Linked DNA regions of Ovis aries: region 1 is linked to region 2. Evidence: chromatin contacts called from public Hi-C data. All regions are on one chromosome and are shown on one strand. The core of a region is the stretch at or near the end of the contact, and the rest is flanking DNA. Distances in the headings are between cores, read along the strand shown.

Region 1 (2,776 bases), core at 185-2,684, 60 kb after region 2:
ACTGCGATTATGTTTGCACCAACGTAATAGCACTTAGGGATGCTCCAGAGTGGTTCAGTGGTGACCGGGACTAAGCAGATGGATAGGAGGATTTTTCCTTTCTTTCTGTGGTAAAATTTCTACAACAAAATTCACCATTTTATCTAGTTTCATTTTATAAAGTGAGACCATACAGTGAATCTATCGAAATACTGAGAAAGCCAATAACTGGAGGTCCTGCTTTTGGGAGCACACACTGCTTCAAGAGGCAGCATATGTCCTCAAGAACATAGGGGCCCTAGGTCCCTAGGAAGAAACATACTAGTTAGATGCAGTTTGAATTCAGCTTCGCCATGTTCTAGCTCTGAGACCATAAGTAAGTTATTTCTCAATGCCTGTTTTCTCATCTTTACAATGAGGATAAAAAATTGTTCCATCAGTATGGTTGAGGGCATTAATATAGGTAAAGCATTTAGAAGAATGTCTGGCTCTTTGTAAGCACACAATAAATGTTATTAAACATTATTGTCATTACCATTACCAGATCAGGAGGCATTCATACAGGCTTCACAATGGGAACTGAGTGAAACGGGGAATTTGATGAAGGTGTTATTTGCCTCTGCCCGTTCTCCCATTTGTAATGAGCTATGGTTGGAAGTGTGGTTTTTGCTAGTGCTAAAATAGTAGTTTTGTTTGGGTAGCCCCCCTGTCCCACCTGCACCCCCTTCCACTTTCACCAGGACGAGTACACAGCTCCAGGTCTGGGGCTCTGATACCCTCTGGTCCAGACCCTTACTTTGTGGCACTTTGGGCATTATTGTTAGCAGTAATTTATTGACGAGATGACAAATTCAAATGGCTAGGGGACCTGAGATATAATTCTGCTTCCTGAGGCTCTTCTCACTCTCATTAGCCCCGCCGAGGCCACAAAGGCACGAGGCATGAGGGGTCCCTTGGTCACCGGGGGGCACCGTGTAATGTACCTCAGCCTGTCCTCACTTCTTGGTGTGGTCAGCCTCAAACGTGGCGGGTGGGCTGCTTTCTGCACCTTCCAGTGACACAGTTTGCCACTCTCAACACGCCGGGGACAACGGTGACGCCTGTCAGCCAGGGACGGCCGCGGACGACCCGCGAGGGCTGCGCGGACTCACACACCCGCAGCGGGGGCGCACTGCGGCCGGGTACCGGCGTGAAGGCGCAGGCGTCAGGGCGGGCCGGCGCGGGCGTGAGGGCCGGCAGGTGTCTGCCGACCTCCCTCCCGGATGTGGGGCGAGGGAGGGGCCCGCGGCCGCTCACCACGTCCCTCAGTCCCTACGAGGAATTGGCTAAGACCTAGACACGCTGCGAAAAGCGCTCGCTACTCGGTTCTCCTAGTTTGGCAACAGGACTGGTGCCGCAGCTTCCGCCCTCTCTGGGAAGCTCAGCAACAAGCTGCTGATTGGCTGGCCGGGGGGCAGAGCGAACCAATCAAAGTCCTCCCCGACGCCTGCGGTCTGGGAGAGGCGTTAACAGAGCGGGAGAGGGAGGGCGGGGCCGGCGGGGCGGGGCCGGCGGGGCGGGGCCGGCGGGGCGGGGGCGGGGCCGGCGGGGCGGGGCGGGGCCGGCGGGGCGGGGCGGGGCCGGCGGGGCGGGGCGGGGCCGGCGGGGCGGGGCGGGGCCGGCGGGCGGCCGCTGTGCCCGCCCCCTCCCTCCTGCCGCAGCTGCCTGAGCGTCTAGGGTTCTTCAGTCTGAAGGTCTCCCTCATTTCTCAGACCTCCCCCACAGCCTGACGGACGGCGAGGCTGGTGCAGGCTTTTTTGAGTCATTCTGGAGGTTCTGGGTTTATGGCACCTCCTCGGCCGTCTTTCCAAAGCCCCTCTGGATCCGAGCATTCGTTTTCCCACGTTTGTCACTGGGGCCCTCCTGCCTTCTTATCTGTATGTGCGCACGCCCTTCTGTGTCTCACCCACCGTCTAAAACCAAATTAACCATCCGTTTTATTACACAGTACCTTATTGGCAGCAGCCTCCTAGACTTTAGTAGAGCATGCATTTCTGAGGATATACATTGTGAACTCGGTAAGATAAAGCATTTCGAATAATCTTGTTCCCCACCTCAATGCACACAAACATACACGCACGTACAAAGTCAAAGAATTTAGTACAGTAACAAGATTAAGACTTTAGAGATGGTGACAGCGTACGATTACTGGCTCTGTGACCTTGAGCAGATTCTTAACCTCTCTGAACCTCAGTTTCTACCAATGAAGAATGCTGCTGATGGTAGCACCTACTTCCTAGCATTATTATGACAAAATGTCTGACATAATGCCTAATAAATTATATTATTTTAGGTATTAATAACGGAGGAAGAGTATTCCTTTCCCACGTTTACTCTCAGTCCTCCATTCTTGGATTAGGTGCTAGAGGTAACAACTAGATTCTAGGAACATGTAAAATTTCTATCATTAAAACAATTTAAGATTCGGGTTAACGCTTAGCACATTCTCATAGCCCCCAGCCTTCACATGGATCCTGCTTTTGGCTCATGAATTTTCTAAAGGGAGAGACATATTGGCAAGATAGGATCATTTTTTTCCTCAGGAACTTATATTCAAATTCATCCCTTTCAAAAATTTTAGAACAGCAGTATCTGAAGATTCACAATAATCTCATTTTATAGGATTTAACATTCTCCTTTTTTCATAGACTTCTGAAGTGCCCTACCTGATCTCTCCATAACGTTAACACCAAGATTTGATTGTTTTTCCTAAACCTCTTCTACTGAAGTCCGTCCTTGTCTTCTCAGAAACTCATTT
Region 2 (2,753 bases), core at 84-2,583:
TTTCCATTGTTTCCCTGTCTTTGCCATGAAGTGAAGGGACTGGATGCAATGATCTTAGTTTTCTGAATGTTGAATTTTAAACCAAATTTTAGGCTCTTCAACTCCTCTTTGCTTTCTGTGAAGGGTGGCGTCATCTGCATATCTGAGATTATTGATATTTCTCCCGGCAATCTTGATTCCAGCTTGTGCTTTGTCCAGCCCAGGATTTCTCATGATGTACTCTGCACATAACTTAAATGAGCAGGGTGACAATATACAGCCTTGATGTACTCTTTTCCAAATTTGGAACCAGTCTGTTGTTCCATGTCCTGGTCTAACTGTTGCTTCTTGACCCTTATACAGATTTCTCAGAAGGCAGGTGGGATGGTCTGGTATTTCTGGCAGCGGCACATACTATTTTTCTCAAAACCCACATTTTGTCTGTCAGCAAATCCTGCAGGATCCTCCTTTAAAATATCCAGCCACTTTTTACCTTTTGACTGCTAACAGCCCAATTCAAACTGCAGTCGTTTCTCACAGACATGTTCTGGTGGCCTCCTCTCTGGTCTCTCTGCCTCCTTCCTTGTCCCATATCTATTTTCAACACAGCTGCCAGATGCAGTCCTTTAAAAACATAAATCAAATTAGATCACCCTTCTGCCACAATCCGCCTTTGACTTCCCTTCCCCACTGCAGACAACAAGGTTGGTGCTACCTCTGATTCCATCTCCTCACTTGCCCCCTTGCTTTCCCAGCTTCAGCCACAATGGCCAAAGTGTTATAATTCAAACCTGCTGCATACCACCCTGCCCCAGTACCTTTGCACTTGCCATTTCCTTGGCCTGGAATTCTATTTCTCCAGAAAGCCTCATGCCTCCTTTGCTTACTTAAAGTCTTCATTTTCAAAAGTCACGTTCTCCAGGAGACTCTCACTGGCTATTCCATCTAAGCTTTCAACAATATTCACTGAACTCTCTGTCCCACTTCCCTCTTTATTATTGGCCCTTATCATTAACAGAAAGACATTTTTATTATTTTGTTCACCATCTGTTCCCCTCATAGAATATAAGCTCTAAGAAGGCGGAGGCCTGTTTTGCTCACTGCTGTGAACCATATCTAGAACCATATCTGGCACAAAGTACGTGCTCAGTAAGTACTTTGTTGAAATGAAAAGATGAAAACTTAGATTGCTATAAAATATGGGGACAGCAGTGTCTGGGCTGAGCTTGGGCCACTCCTTGCTGTCTCTAGGCAGTCAGAGCTGACTCAGGAAGCAGAACCCCAAACCATGCTTCTGTCCTCAGACTGGATTTTCCTCTTTTTCCAGCTCAACCCAGCTCTGCCCTGCCCAGTAAAGGGCTTGGCTGGGAACTCCAAGTTCCTCCTATTCGCTAGAGAGACAGGGGCATAGTACAGACTCCAGGAAGGAGCGGCATGTGAAGATACCCTAGGACTTGAAGGCAGGGGGACACTGCTGAAGCTGCCTTTTGTTCCATTTTCTTGGGGTTCCCACAGGTTACTTTCTCAGGAAAAAATCAGTGCTATCCTTCTCGGACTTGTTTTCCCAAAAAAGCAATGCCCTCAGTGTGGGTCCATGACATCACACTTCTGGGCCCGGCTCCAGGCCTACTATCAGACTCTCTGTGCAAGCCAGGAGATTCTTCTTTATACTTAAATGAGAGCCACCCATCAGATAGTGGCCTCCTTGGGGCGGGGATTGCAGCCTTCTCACAACCCAGCCACCTGGTCTCAAGTTTCACCCCCTCCCCTGCTCTATTTTCCTCCTTAGCACTTACCACAATGTAATCTAACAAAGAATGCACATAGTCCATTTACTTATCCTGTGTATTATCTGATCCTCCACCACCCCCTTGTACACACCAGGAAAGGATTTTTTATCTGTTTTATTCATTGCTGTATTCCCAATGCATAAACACGTGACACAGAGTAAGTGCGTTATAAGTACTCATCCTATGAGTAAATCCTTATCCAAAGCCCTCCACACTAAGAGCTCATTACTGAGGGAGGCGAGGGCAGAGAGATAGTAATCCTCTTACAGTGAGATTACCCTTGCCCTCCAGGGACTTCCAGAAGCCACTGGCAGAGCAATCCTGGAGCATTCCTCCCGAGTCACCTATGCGCCTTTCTCCGGCTGACCTAAGTGCTGGGCCACTCTGTACAGAGTAGGGGTACATTGTGATGGGGCTTAAAACAAGGAGTGCGTTGTCTCCCCTCCCAGGACTTCCTTCCTTTTGCCTTATAATCACCGTCCATTCTATAGGCCTCTTCTCACCCAGCAGGCCCCCTTTCCTTCTTGGAGCCCTAAGGAGCACCAGGGGGCAGTACCATCACCTGAGCACCAATGGCCAGGCTGGCTGCTGCACAGTCAGTGGACCCTTCACAGACATCCTCCTTTCTTCCACCCTAAGTAGACTGTGAGTTTGCTGACAGTATGCGCGTGCGTGCTAAGTTGCTTCTGTTGTATCTGACTATGTGTGACCCTATGGGCTGTAACCCACCAGACTCCTCTGTCCATGGGATTCTCCAGGTGAGAATACTGGAGTGGGTTGCCATGCCCTCCTCCAAGGAATCTTCCCAACCCAGGGATGGAACCCATGTCTCTTATGTCTCCTGTATCGACAAGTGGGTTCTTTACCACTAGTGGCATCAGCTGACAGAACAGACTCTGTCTAATTTACCTTCATCTGCCAGTACCTACATCACTTATATGCAGAGCACATCATGCGAAATGCTGGGAGGGATGAAACACAAGC

The links. A called contact is a pair of places that touch in the nucleus more often than the background predicts.
Region 1: a Hi-C map of retroperitoneal adipose tissue shows a contact between it and region 2, with 3 times the contacts expected there. The contact joins two enhancer-like sites. A contact is called at or near these places in 13 of 16 Hi-C or Micro-C datasets (blood, hypothalamus, liver and 6 more).

What each region holds. Positions count from the first base shown.
Region 1 is chr12:910,922-913,697 of ARS-UI_Ramb_v3.0, forward strand. No RefSeq gene overlaps it. Among named protein-coding and RNA genes, the nearest start is that of FMOD, 17 kb to the right of the region's middle. Within about 2 kb of position 1,435, at least 49 of the 54 cell types and tissues checked have an H3K27ac peak or open chromatin away from gene starts, as enhancers often do. A contact at or near this core is called in liver, where this site is marked.
Region 2 is chr12:850,833-853,585 of ARS-UI_Ramb_v3.0, forward strand. It overlaps LOC132657451 (a long non-coding RNA gene), which reads right to left. Exons shown (of 2, transcript XR_009595655.1): 2 at 1-603. Among named protein-coding and RNA genes, the nearest start is that of BTG2, 31 kb to the right of the region's middle. Within about 2 kb of position 1,334, at least 21 of the 54 cell types and tissues checked have an H3K27ac peak or open chromatin away from gene starts, as enhancers often do. A contact at or near this core is called in liver, where this site is marked.